Linked DNA regions of Sus scrofa: regions 1 and 2 are each linked to region 3. A link is a contact called in public promoter capture Hi-C data. All regions are on one chromosome and are shown on one strand. The core of a region is the stretch at or near the end of the contact, and the rest is flanking DNA. Distances in the headings are between cores, read along the strand shown. Region 1 has its middle 40 kb from the start of CAPRIN1. Region 2 holds the start of NAT10 (RNA cytidine acetyltransferase). Region 3 holds the start of CAPRIN1 (caprin-1).

Region 1 (4,611 bases), core at 1,531-4,030, 40 kb after region 3:
ATAATCACTCTTCGGGGGAACAGAATTCTCAGTGAAGGGAAGGAAACTCCCCTTCGCATCCCCCAATATCATAATCTCCCTTTGCATCTAGTCTTAGATTGCATCATGTGGCTATTTTGGAAAGACCATGGTGGCCAAGGGGCAGAGGGTGGCTTAAGCAAATGACAGTTTAGCCTAGAATTGCAGCTGAGGTCAATCCCACCCAAACCACACAGCTGATAGTCGGGGAGGGGTGCTCCCCTCCAAGTAAAACCTGAGGGCTGTTGCCAGCAGAGGAAATGGCCACTACAAACGCTTTGTCCTGGCTCCCAAGAGCTTCCACCCACCTTCCCAAACAGGATGATTTCATGTTTTTCTCTCTTATTGGTATTCCAGTAGACTCATCTCCCTTGCTGGTTTTTCGGCTTGCTTCTCCATTGCTATTCATATAATGACAGGATGATGAGACATGGATAGTCCTGACCTTACAAGTTTAAGTTTTCAACTACTCCAGAATGAAGGAGACCTTCAATGAATTTGAAATTTAGCTGGAATTGTTAACCCATCCCCACAAAAGCTGAGTCACCATGTGCTCTGAAACTCAGCTTTGAAAAATTTCAATGCCTATAAAAGAAGAAAACTTTAGAATCTAAAATCAACTTTGGACTCTAGGCAAGCAAATTCTAACAGAATATGGCATTAACCTTGTTGTACACCAGCTTAGCACCCTGAACACAGAAAGCATTTTGAATTTTTACTAAGAATGTGTATGCCATCACATGAATTAAGCTGGTCTTCTGCTAATCTTTTCAAATCCACACATTTCTCTGAAACAAGGGACTTTTGTTTTGGGCGACTCTGGCATACTTTTTCTCATGGTCTCTCTGAGTTACAGTGCTTCTTTTTTGTTGGTGTTGTCTTTTTAGGGCCACACCCATAGCATATCGTGGTTCCCAGGCTAGGGGTCGAATTGGAGCTGTAGATACTGGCCTATACCACAGCCACACCAACACAGGATCCAAGCCAGGTCTGTGACCTACACCACAGCTCATGGCAATGCCGGGTTTTTAACCCACTGATCAAGGCCAGGAATCGAATCCATGTCCTCGTGGATACTAGTCGGGTTCGTTAACCACTGAACCATAATAGTACACCTACACTGCTTGCTTCTTAAAAGCTTTCTTTTCTAAAAAGGAGGACTCAAAGGTGTTACAATTAGGAATTTGCAAGTAAAGAATCAAATTATACTTCAATATTGATTTCTAAAATTGCTTTTAAAGTTAAAACATATGAGGAGTTCCTCTTGTGGCACAGTGGTTAGCGAACCTGACTAGGATCCATGAGGACATGGGTTCAATCCCTGGCCTTGCTCAGTGGGTTAAGGATCTGGAGTTGCTGTGAGCTGTGGTGTGGGTTGCAGATGGGGCTTGGATCCTGAGTTGCTGTGGCTGTGGTATAGGTTGGCAGCTATAGTTCTAATTCAATCCCTAGCCTGGGAACCTCCATATGCAGAGGTGTGGCCCTAAAAAGACAAAAAGACCAAAAAAATAAAAACTAAAAAAAGTTAAAACATATGAACATAATCAGTATGGATAAACATCATTTTAAAGAGCTTTTAGTCTCCTTAGATGAGCGCTCATTTCTGCTGCTCACTCTCAGTTAACCACATCTGAGGTGGAAGACCTGTCATTTATACCTGATGACTATACCTAAGACATAACTCCTCATTGGTGAGATACTTTAGTTGAGGGCAAAGCATCCAAAAAGAAGCAAAAATCCAATTTTTGAGTGCCAGAAGCTGGATTTCCTCTTTGCCCTCCTCCATAATGCTTTTAATCTCCCAAGGCAGAAGGATACCCCAGGAAGACTAGGGTGGTGATCACGTGTTCTGACAGATGAAATACGAGAGCACACTCCACTTGCCAGCAAAGTGTCCCAATTAATACCTGCTCACTCAGATTTACAATAAAATTACACCTGCCCAAGATCCAGAGACCCTTCTCCCTCCCACAGGCCATCTTCTCTTTGCTACAATGGTGATAACAGCCAACACCCGTGAAAATGTACCATGTGCCATGTGGATTATCTCATTTAATTCTCACAAACAACCCTATGTTGCCAGTACTATTACTCACCCATTTTACTGATAAGGAAACCGAGGCTTAAAAGACGACCTGCTCTAGGTCATATACCTAGTAAGAGATAGAAGCCTATTTTATTTTATTTTATTATTTATTTATTTATTTGCCTTTTTCTAGGGCCACTCCTGTGGCATATGGAGGTTCCCAGGCTAGGGGTCAATTCGGAGCTACAGCTGCTGGCCTACGCCAGAGTCACAGCACCGCCAGATCCGAGCCTCGTCTGCAACTATACCGCAGCTCACGGCAACGCCGGATCATCAACCCACTGAGCAAGGTCAGGGATCGAACCTGCAACCTCATGGTTTCTAGTCAGATTTTTTAACCACAGAGCCACAATGGGAACTCCAGATAGAAGCCTATTTTAGCTACTAGCTGCTTTCCAGTTTTTACCTGCTAGTCTCCACTGCTTATCACCTGATCACTATATACACAATGGCTGCATTCCTAGACTGAACTGGCCAACTGGAGGAGAGGAGGTTTTCAGGACTTTTCTTACCAATTGTTACATATAGTGAAATCTCAGTGGACCTACCTATGGCTAAACTACAGGTGGCTAATTTAACAGATTTTATTGCTTCTAGAAATCTTGGCATCTTAATTACCTTAAGTGAAGATATCAGCTTTAAAAAGCCAAAGTATGTTGCAATGAAGTTACAGATTAACAAATCATTGTTCTGACCTTTATTTTCCCTTTACCCTAGTTTTCTCATCTATAGTTTATCCTTTTATATTTGATGCTTTTTTAAAGCTTCTGCAAATCCTTTTGGGAATGAGGTGGGAAGAGTTAGCAAATCTAATTAGCGAGTCAGTGAATCACTGTATTTAAAAGTAAAATGATAAAAATAAAAATCGTATACCACTTTGTAGTTTCATACACATTCCGTACCTTTGAGCTTTTCAGACATCAATTCTGTCTTTGTGTCACCAGGATCTGTCACCATTCATTCACTCAGTAAATAATTTTGGAACTTTAGAAAAAGTGATAGTACCAAGAGATTGTTCTCGAAGAGCCAACAGTGTAATGGGTAGTGTCAAGTCTCAGTAAATATTTGTGGAATATCTCTCACTTCATCTCCACAAAAGAACCTTATATGTAAAAATCAAAATTATTTCTAGTTTTTTTATTTTCAATAGCCAAGACATGGAAACAACCTAAATGTCCATCAACAGAGGATGGATCAAGAAGATGTGGTACATATATACACAGTGGAATATTACTCGGCCATTAAAATGAATGAAATACTGGCATTTTTAGCAACATGGATGGACCTAGAAATTATCATGCTAAGTGAAGTCAGCCATACAATGAGACACCAACATCAAATGCTTTCACTGACATGTGGAATCTGAAAAAAGGACAGACTGAACTTCTTTACAAAGAGATGCTGACTCACAGACATTGAAAAACTTATGGTCTCCAAAGGAGGCAGTTTGAGGGGTGGGGGGATGTGCTTGGTTGTGGAAGGGAAATCCTGTGAAATTGGAATGTTATGATCATTATACAACTACAGATGTGATAAATTCATTGAGTAATAAAGAAATGGCCAAAAAAAATTACTTCTAGTTTTTAGAAAGACACAGAAAGGCAATGTGTCTTGTTCATGGTGACTCACTGGAAAGAGACAAAGCTGAGTATTCAAATCCAAGTATTCTTGCCCCAAAGTTCTTGCTCTTTCTGAAAATTACATTAATACAAACCCCCCCAAAGCAGGTGAACATAGCTTTTCTCCCCCACTTGCCTACCATTTTTCTGAACAGCCACTGAGATGTCAAGGGAGGACACAAGAAAAGCAGGTATTTCCAGTCGGAGGCCTAGGGGCTCCCGGACACATGATGTTACCTATGCCAAGCCAAAGACTGCGTAACCATTCATCCCCAAACTTGGCAACTAAAAACAACAATGATTCCTTTTTCCTCATGATTCTGTGGGTTGACTGGGCATTCTTCTGCCCCAGGTGGTGTTGGCTGGTTTTATACATGCAGCTGGGTTTAGCTGGCATCCAGGCTAAGCTGGAAGGTCTGGGGCCATGATGATTGATGACCTTCAACTGTGGGGCCTTGATCTTCCTCCACAGGCCTCCTTCCACATGGTATTCGATCCTACAGGGCCTCCCCGTGCGGCCTTTCTCCATGAGATTAGCCTGGGGTCCTTCATGGCATGAGAGTGAAAACAGAGGGTGCTGGTACTTTAAAGGCCTGGACTCTGAAGTTCTGGAATGTTACTTTTGTTGCATTGTGTTGATCAAAGAAAATCATCTCAGATTCAAGAGGAAAGGAGATGGACTCTACCTCTTGCTGGAGGAGTGGGAGCTCTCATAGGAAAGGGAAGAACTGCTGGTAAGTATTTTGTAGGGAACCTGCCCCAGAGCCCTCCCTAGGACAATTATCACACCTAGTCTCCTTTGGGAAAGTGCAGATGCCAAGAATCATGCAAACCCAGAGCTGCTGGGGCCATCTTTGCTGCCTTGTGGAAAAAGCCTGCTTGACAACG
Region 2 (4,628 bases), core at 2,035-4,534, 48 kb before region 3:
CAGTGGGTTAAGGATCTAGCATTGCCATGAGCTGTGGTGTAGGTCAAAGATGCAGCTTGGATCTGGCATTGCTGTGGCTGTGGCATATAGCTATTCTGTGGCTATAGCTCTGATGTGACCCCTAGCCTGGGAACTCCCATGGGTACAGGCCTTAAAAAAAAAACAAAAGAAACAAAACAAAACAGTAGTGGACTAGTAAAGGATGAGCTCTGAAAAGAAGGAGAAAGAGGAAGAAAAACTGTTGCATCAGACATCAGGTGGCCAGTGACTTCCAAGAGCAATTGAAGGAACTTGCATGAAAAGGGCCTGATCAGTTGAGAAAACTAAGAAGAAAAATCACATGCAGGGAGCAAGGAATTGGGCCGGGAACTTAAAGAGCATGAAAAGGATTTGAAATTTATTGTCAGGAATGAAGAAAGGACATCAGCTCTATTATTTTCTCTACTGGAAGGGTCCACAGATAGCACCTTCACTGACGACCCCTGACAATCCATGTCGAGGAATGGTTTCCTAGCATTTAACTCCCGAGCAGGAATGGGATGTGGTACTGGACACGCAAAGGGCCAAGCTTACCTGCTAAACCCCAGCTCCTTCTTATAACACCACAGCACTGAAGGCCGCGCCCTCACAGTTGCTTTGGACAGCATGTGATGGAGTATGACCACCTGCCAAAGAAAAAAGCCACAGAATCTCAGGGCCAAAACGGACCTTCAGGACTGCCAGACCCAAGACTTCATTTGACAGGCGTGGAAAATAAACTGAGAGTCAGGCCAAGAGCACAGGTTGAGACTAGAAGGAAGGTCACAGACACTAACCCTTACACTCAGTCCACCAGCCCAGGTATCAAAAGCTGTTAACCTCTCTGTTAATAATTCCAAATATAGAGTATTTATCACTTCCAAGATAGAAAGGAATGTTCCCACTAGGCATTTCACTTAAAGAAAACCAGTCAAAGGGACCCTAATATCATTATTTGTGAAACCCCGGAGGGTCTGTAACATGCTGACTCTTTGGGACAGGACACAGAGTAAGTCAGGAAGCGTTTGCCAGGTCTTACCTGATCCTTTCCTCGATCTCCAACCACAACAAAGAGAGACCTTTGCCGCTCAGCTACCCCATTCTCAATGAGAATCCGGATCCGGTTATCCACTTTCTTCCGATGCATGGTGAAAAACTGTCACTATAGCAGAAAGAATGGAAACACAACGTGGCATGAACATTTTGCATCCAGGTTGTGGATAAGGAACATCAGCTGGCTGCCTCTTGTGGGGCTAGGGCCTACACGGCACACTTATAAGTATTATCTTATTTAACCCTCAAATAGATCCCTAGGGAATACATCGGCCTCATTTTTTAAATTGGGAAACTAAGTTTGGAAGGCAAAGAAAATGTTCCCTCGGCATGGGAAGTCAACAGGGAAGCTGTAATTTCCACCCGTTTGGAGGAGTTTTTTAAAAATCAGAAACAATATCCAAAAAAAATTAAAATGATTAAAATACATGAGAAATCTATGGGAACATATGAGAAAATAAGGTAAGTGTCCAAAATTATTTGTTCAAAATCTTTTTCAAAAATGATCTAAGGATATGGATATAGACGCTTTTATTAGAGGATAACATGGCAGGATATGCATGTACATAAAACACAGAGGAAATAAAAAAAAAAAGACTGGGAAAAAAACCACCAAACTGTAAAATAGTTATTTACAGATGGTGAGATCACAAGTGAGTCTTATTTTGGTTTGGTTTGGTTTGGGTTTTTTTGAGTTCTGGGGTTTTTTAAATTCACATGTATTATTAACAAAGTCAGGGAAAAGAAATCCCTGAATATTATAGATTACTATGATGGAGTATGTCCAATTGTTTCCTCAAGGGAGGGAAAACTAGACTGAAGCCTGTACAGATAAGATTTCAAAAATTACTTTGATTACATATGATAAAACAGTATGTTATTATCATAATAAATACATCAGAGAAACATTTGAAATCTCAATTGTCTCTACAATGTAAAAGTAATAATGACATGTTTAGAAACCTCAGTGCTTGCTGCATTTCATGAATAAAGCTCACTAACTGAACCTTAATCCTCCCTTAATTGGGCTTCTAACCTATGGATTTTAGCTGTTCTGTCTACTGTAAAACACTATGTCACAACCAATACTCCTATTTTACAAAGAAAGGACCAAGTATAAAATCTCAAGTAACTCAAGGAAAAGTGACAGAGGCAGGATTTATTCAGGTACCCTTGATTTCAGAACCTGAACTCTTTCCAGCTTACCAATCTGATTTGGCTTATCAGTTGTGTTGCTGGCCACACAAAGATCCCCGGTCAACAACTACTTATTGCTTCTCGATTTAGTTACAGCGGCAACCCCAGAAGTAGAACCTGATTTCAAAGAGCTTTCATTTTCCTTGGAGAAAATACTTAAGAGAAAGAAATGCGGGATAATCTGTCTAAAGATAGACAAAATTAGATGTAAAAATAACAGCTACAGACAGTGGTCTGATGAAAGTCTAGATTACTGTGGGCTAGGACAAGGAAGCCTTAACGGATGAGGGGGAAGATGACTTGTTTTTCACTCATTCATCTATTAGTCTAACACATATACACGGTGTCTATGTCCCAGGCACCATTCTAGGTGCACTGGCAAACAAAACCAAGTCCTGAATAAAGAATATAAAGAATAAGCATTGCGAAGTAGCTAAGGGTGTAGGAGGATCTAGAATCAAACTGCCTCAGTTCAATGCCCAGTGCTGCAATCGGGAAATGTGGGCAAGCTCTGTGGAAAGCAAAAGGCTGTCACCCACTCACTCACCCCGACATCCCCCCGCCCACCTCAGCTACAGTCCCTAGAGGGTGGAGATCAGCCACGCAACCTGTGAACGCGCTCGAGAAGCATTCCCGAGGGTGACCGCCTACTGAGGAAGAGGATCCTCTCATCTAGGAGAGTCCAGGTTGGGAGGCAGTCGGCGGGCTCCGGTATCAGCACGGATGCAGAGCGTTCATCCTGGAGCCGATCTCCTCCGGGCCCAGGAAGGACACGGACACCAATCCCGAAACCGACCCCCGCCATCCCGTGATGGATACCTGCGCCCCGACCTCAGCCAACTCCAACAAGCAGTGAGGCGGAAGCACGTGGGAACCCCTTCTGCGGTACCAGGAGCAGCCGGCCGTCCCCAGCGTATGCCTGACGGCCGACTGGTACAACTCAGGCGATGGTAGGCGGTGCGTGCGCCAGCGCATTGACGGCGCGGCCACAGCGAGCGAGGGGACCTCTTGCAACCCTGTCTCTGAGTGATGACGTCAGAAACCCAGGAGGCGGGGTTGCAGCAACTGCGGCTGTGCGGATTAGTCTCTACCCGCGAGAGCTGTGTTGCCGGGGTATTTTGTCATTGTCAGATACCCTGGTTACGTAGGACAGAATAAGCACAGACACGCCCGCACGCCCAGGTCTGTCACTGCTCTGGGCCGAGCTCAGGTGCCCAGATAGGTCTGGGGCAGCACACGGTATGTGGTCCAGGGTTTTCAGCAGTAGGTAGCGTGGTTCATGCGAAACGCTCCTGGATCGGTGCGTAATTTTGTCAGTTATTTAAATTAGCTTTCCATTTTAACGTAACTAGATGAGGAAACTCGATCTCCACACCTATCTCATTCATCTTACTTGACCCTCCTCATACTCGGTAATGACCTCATAGATCTGCCTGGGATTCCATAGGTTTTTCTACTCTCCTATTCGGCTGCTCTACTTTGTAGATCCCCTTAGGTCTATTACTGGGCTGTCAAATGCTGCCGCTGTTCTGAAAGCCGGCTCTGGAGCTCTGTTCTTCAGTTACCTCCCCTCCTCTCCCTCCTCCCCGACGAATTTGCTCAAGCAGCTGATTTAAAGGGCCACCTATACAGTTAGTGTTTTTGAACCACATCGCTGAACTTAAACGAATCCAACTGTTTGCTTGACATTTCTTGGATGCCTCAATCAGAATGAAGCTGAACTCATTCCTCTTCCCTCCTGAAACTCCCTCCTCAAATCGTTAATTCTGTACCTCCAAATCTAAGCAGCACCACCATTTTAGTCCAACACCCACCATTAAACTTTTGATTTAATGTCAAAGAAATGTCAGTATGTCAGAGACAAGGGATAAAGTGACCAAAACATTCCTGCCCTTCGTGAAACTTAATCTCGGTAAGTTTTAAGACAAAAAGCCATCCAGCAAGGAAAACTAGGGTGCTTCTTTAGAGGGGAAATGGAAGAATTCAGGTGGTGACACTGGTGCAAAGACCTGAATTTAAAAGAACGAATCTTAAGAACCTTTCAGGGAAGTCTTCCCACTCGTTAGGTTGAACACTTAGTGACTTGGCGATGGGAAGTCTCCACAAAGCAGCCAACATAGCCAGAGTACAGCAACCAAAGGAAAAACTGGGAAGTTAGGCCAGATAACAAAGGGCATGTGGGTGTCAGATCTGGAATTTAACTCTAGGTGTGACAGTAAACCACTGGAGTTTGAGTAATAGGAAAGTGACAAAATCTGATTTGCCCTCTTAAAAGGCTCTGGCTGGAGTTCCCATCATGGCTCAGCGGTAAGGAACCCAACTATTATCCATGAGGACGCAGGTTCCATCCCTGGCCTCGC
Region 3 (4,679 bases), core at 548-3,047:
GACCCCCCCCTCCCCCGCGACTAACGAATCTCGATCGGTGCAGCCTCCCTCCCATCCTTCTTTATAGAGTCCCCGAGGGACAAAAAGCCGCCGCAGACAATCTTCTCGGGATCGAGTTGAGCGTGAGGTTCGGGGGGGGGGACCTAGACAATTGAAACAAAGAAGGAAACGTAGGGGCGCCCGTGAGATGGGGGCGAGGGAACAAGTCGAAGGCTCCTAGAGGGGAGCCTGAGGAAGAAGCGAGTCTAGTTTAAGATCTAAAAACACTTCCCTTGCGAGGGAGGAGAGGGGCCACTGCGCAAGCCTCAAGTACACGGTAACGGGGCGGACGAGCCCCTAGGCTATAGGACGTAGGACAACCCAACTCCACGAGGCAGTCGGTTGGGCCTGAGCCCTCCCCACAGAGAGTCCTCATTTCCCCCGCTGACCCCCGCGGATCCAGCCTCGGCCACGAAGACAAGGACACCACACACACACACACACACACACACACACACACACACACACACACACACGGCGATCGGACAGGCCCCCACCCCTACACATCGCACTCCCAAAGGCCAACAGCCTGGCCCCCGGCAAGAGCAGAGTAATAAGGAGCCCGGGGGCCAGCGCCACGTCCGGGTCAGGTGACAAGCACCTCCCCGCGGAGCCCGTTTTCTGGGCACGAAGCTCCACTTCCAGCGGGGAGACGGGGCGTGGGGGGTGGGGACCGGGAGGAAGGGAAGCGCCCGAGACGCGGAGCGTGAAGGCTACAGCAGTCAGGGTCAGCATCCAACCCTCCCTTCCCCGCCAACTCCGGGCACCTTTTTCTTCTCCAGGTTCCGAAGTTTCTTGTCGATCACCCCGAGAATCTGCTTCATGGCCTCGGTCTGGACAGCGCCGGTGCCGGTCGCGGGGTGCTGAGAAGCCGGCGCGGCGGCCCCGGCTCCCGCCGCCGCCTCACTCCCGGAGGAACCCGACGGGGGTGGCGGTCCGGACGACTTGCTGCCGCTTCCGCTGTGGCTGGTGGCCGAGGGCATCTTGAGACCGTGAGGGGAGAGAAGAAAAAGCGGGAGGAAGGACAAGAGCGGCGAGTCAGGCGGCGGACGGGGCGAGACGCGGGACAAAACGCGCAGCGGGCGGGAGCCTGCGAGAGCGGTGGGGGTGGGGACGGGGCCGGCGCGCGCGCGCCGCCGGGGCAGGAAGGGGCCGCGGGCGCGCGCGCGACCCGCCAGCGGGGCGCCCGGCCGGGCCTCGCGCCGCCCCCCGCCCCTCCCCCGCGCCGGCCGCCGGCTCGGCCTACCTGCCCCGGGGCACCGAGGCTCGCGCCGGGGGCGGGGCCTCGCAGCGCCGGCCGCCAACGGCCAGTGCAACGGTCCCCGCAGGGAAGGGACAGCCCTCGCCGCCCTGCGAGGACGGGAGGGAAGAGAGCGATCGGGGCTGAGAGGCGGAGAAGGGTGGAGAAGGGCACTGGAAATGACCAGGGCGGGTGGGGTGACTTGAGGAGCAAGCCCCTCGCGAAAGTCCAGCTAGTCCGGAGGTAAAGGACACTCGGGGCAGCGGCCCTCTTCCCCTTCAGCGCCTCAGTCCGGGGTGGCGCTCACCGTGCGCGCGCGGAGGCCGCTGGAGATCCCGAGGGGGCGGCTGAAGGGGCAAGGGTGGCGGTGCGTTCTGGGCAGTGTCGTGCGCTCCGTGGGCGCAGGCCGCTTCGCCCTTTCCCCGCTGCACCGAGAGCCGCTGCTAGTGAGGCGGAGAGCTGGGAGCGGGAGGGACTTAGGCAGCCAACCCTCTGGGGCGGAGGGGGCGGGAGAAGCGGCGGGCGGGGGCCTTCGCTGCCGCTCGGGCTGCCCGGCGCGAACGCCTGCGGGGAAGGGCCTGCCCAGCCTCCCGCCACCCCTGCCCAAGACCCTAGCCTGGGGGCTGGCCACTCAGCCCAGGTCGGAACAGCCTCTGAGAGGCTGCCGGAGCAGTGCCTTGAGTTTTGAGCGAAATCAAAGCTAGGGTCCTTCAGGCGAAGTCGCTTGACGTCCAAACAGGGACAATAGGTGTCAAGCAGCTGGATCTGGAGCTGGCGACTGCCGGGCGAGGAGCCCTTATTTGGTGGGGGTTGGGGGGGGGAGCAAAGGTTTCTGCAAGTAAGGGGTGTGTGGGGTGGGTGGTGCAATCCCAGCTTCTAGAATTCCTTCTGTACGGCGAGCAAGCAAACTCCCACACCCCCAAAATGTCTAAGGACAAGTTGCGGCTTCCCCTACAAAACAATCTCTCAGTAACCCAGGAGTTCTGTGTAAACGCGTTAGAAAGGAGCAAGATGGATGTTTGGGTTTGGGTGGTTTTGTTTGTTTTTGTCTTAAAACTCTGGACTCGTCATGTTTAAAATTATCTTCAGCTACCTTAAGATGACAGGTACCTAAGAGGCCTGAGTATTACGAATCAGATTTTTTTTTCCTTTTAAATTTACCTAAAACTTAAGATGTTAAATGAAACACAGTTTTTTTTTTTTTATCTGCTCCAAGAGAATTATTCCAGCATTGTAATAAGGCTATGGAGAATGAACAAAAAGCAGCTGAGGGCTAGAAGAAAGTGTATTAAAAAAATATAATCAGTGGAAAATTCAGCCACATGATGTATGACAACAGTAAATGACCAATTTATAATTTAAATTCCATAATAGAAGGGATTTAGAAAAGGAGCCTACCAAACCCGCCGCTCCCTAGAGAATGAAATGAGTAATACTGGCTGGCAACAGTGTATCCTGAGGGAGCCCAGAGAAACACAGCAGCAGCCTCCAGACTCAAGATATTCCAGTTAGCTGCAGTCTGTTATCTCGTCTTCAAATACAGAGCACCTTACTATGTGCTAGGAACTCTTGAGTGCTAGGGATTGTGAACAAAACAGTTTCTTCATGGAGCTTACATTCTAAGTGGGGAGAAGATAAATGCATATCAGATAGTGAAGTGGTAGAGAAGAAACAAGGTGGGCTGGAGAAGCCTTAGAATGACCCTTGAGCCAAGACCGAAGAAGTTGAAGAAGAGGGCCATTCACTTGGAAGAATTTTCCAGGTAGCAGGAAAACCAAGTGCCAGGAACTCAGATTGGGAATGTGCTTGGTGGGTTCAAGGAAGAGCAAGAAAGCCACAGTGACTAGAGTAGAGTAGGAGATGAGGTCGAAGACAAAGAGGGCCAGTCAGGTAAAGCCTGATAGGCCATTATTAGGACTTGGGCTTTTGCTGAATGAAATAGGGAGTCAGGCATGCATAATCTTAGAGAAGAACATGATCAATCTGTGTTTTTTTTTTAATCCTCTTGCTATTATATAATGAATTTACAGTAAGCGTGTATTTGAAATGGGAGGGAGGGTGGAGCAGAAGCTGGGAGCCCAATTAGGAGTCTGTTGAAATAATACAGCCCAGAGATGGTAGTGGCCAGGCTGTTACAGTGAAGGTGGTGACAAGGTGACAAGTGGTTGGATGCTTATACATTGCAATAGTAGAACCAAAAGGATTTGCCAACCAGCTAGGTGTGAGAGAAGTCAAAGTTGACTTAAGGTTATTCAAGACTTAAGCACCTGAACTGTTCTTAGCACTAAGCTAAAGCTATGCTAAGCCTAAGGCTAGAAGGAAATTTAAAATCCTTCAGCTCCTTGAGGCAGTTAGTGTTTCAGCCTGACCACTGTCACTATCAAATCTCAGACCCCATCCCAGAGCTACTGAGGTAATCTGTATTTTGACAAGGTCCTCAGCCAATGTGTATGCCCAGTGAAGTTCAAAGAAGAAAAATGTTTTATTCCATAGAATTTGACCAGTGTCTTTAAGATCAGACATGAAATATTCTGCTAGGCAAATTTTCCCCAGACCTAGAGAATCAGAAACTCTGGAGGTAAATAAAGCCCAGCAATCTGTGCTTTAATAAGCCCTCTGCATGATTCTGATGCCCGTTTAAAGTATGAAAGCCAATGACTTGGAGACCTCTGACAATTCAGGTTTGAGTTGAAGAGCGGTCATGACTAGGAGTAAGAAGGAAAAGGCTCTTCTGCCTTTCCTTGGTATGTTACCAGCTAGCAACCCCTACATTAGGCTTCAAGAAAAAGGAAAGATTGTTGAGAGGGAGCAGGATAGATGACAACACATATGACAAAGTCTTGGTTTTTTGTTTTTTGTTTTTTGGCCTTTTGTCTTTTGGGGCCACATCTGCGGCATATGGAAGCTCCCAGGCTAGGGGTCAAATCCGGAGCTATAGCTGCCAGCCTACGCCAGATCTGAGCCACGTCTTCTACTTAACACCAGAGCTCATGGCAATGCTGGATCCTTAACCCACTGAGCGAGGCCAGATATCAAACCTGTGTCCTCATGGATCTTAGTCAGATTCATTGACCCCTGAGCCATGATGGGAACTCTGACAAAGTCTTGTTTAGTGGTTCATCTCACAGCCCACAGTGTATCAGGATAGGCTAGGTTATGCTGCAGTAACAATCCTGAAAGCTCTGTGACTTAAAGTGGGAATCTGCAAAATAAGTCCCTGGGCCAAATGGCCCTCTGTTTTTGTAAAAGATTTAGGGGAACAAAGCCACATCCATTCATGTACATATTTTAATGGCTGCTTCCATGCCACAGGGCAGCAGAGTTGAATAGTAGTGATAAAGACATTATGATGTACAAAACCTAAAATATTATCTCACCCTTTACTAAAGAAATTTGCCAA

What was found. Promoter capture Hi-C pulls out the DNA fragments that hold promoters and counts their contacts.
Region 1: a contact with region 3 is called in a promoter capture Hi-C map of liver, with 3 times the contacts expected there. The contact joins the enhancer-like site here to the promoter of CAPRIN1 in region 3. A contact is called at or near these places in 2 of 5 promoter capture datasets (fetal liver and liver), 9 of 47 Hi-C or Micro-C datasets (embryonic fibroblasts, epiblast stem cells, fetal liver and 3 more) and 1 of 2 datasets of contacts at active chromatin or transcription factors (alveolar macrophages).
Region 2: a promoter capture Hi-C map of liver shows a contact between it and region 3, with 5 times the contacts expected there. The contact joins the promoter of NAT10 here to the promoter of CAPRIN1 in region 3. A contact is called at or near these places in 2 of 5 promoter capture datasets (fetal liver and liver), 26 of 47 Hi-C or Micro-C datasets (alveolar macrophages, blood, brain and 16 more) and 2 of 2 datasets of contacts at active chromatin or transcription factors (alveolar macrophages and skeletal muscle).

Annotation. Positions count from the first base shown.
Region 1 is chr2:26,912,786-26,917,396 of Sscrofa11.1, forward strand. No RefSeq gene overlaps it. Among named protein-coding and RNA genes, the nearest start is that of CAPRIN1, 40 kb to the left of the region's middle. Within about 2 kb of position 2,781, at least 2 of the 83 cell types and tissues checked have an H3K27ac peak or open chromatin away from gene starts, as enhancers often do. A contact at or near this core is called in liver, where this site is marked.
Region 2 is chr2:26,823,776-26,828,403 of Sscrofa11.1, forward strand. It overlaps NAT10 (RNA cytidine acetyltransferase), which reads right to left and starts at 3,285. Exons shown (of 29, transcript XM_003122875.5): 1 at 3,088-3,285; 2 at 1,058-1,180; 3 at 574-665. The coding sequence starts at 1,165.
Region 3 is chr2:26,873,628-26,878,306 of Sscrofa11.1, forward strand. It overlaps CAPRIN1 (caprin-1), which reads right to left and starts at 1,798. Exons shown (of 19, transcript XM_005661021.3): 1 at 1,587-1,798; 2 at 807-1,022. The coding sequence starts at 1,022.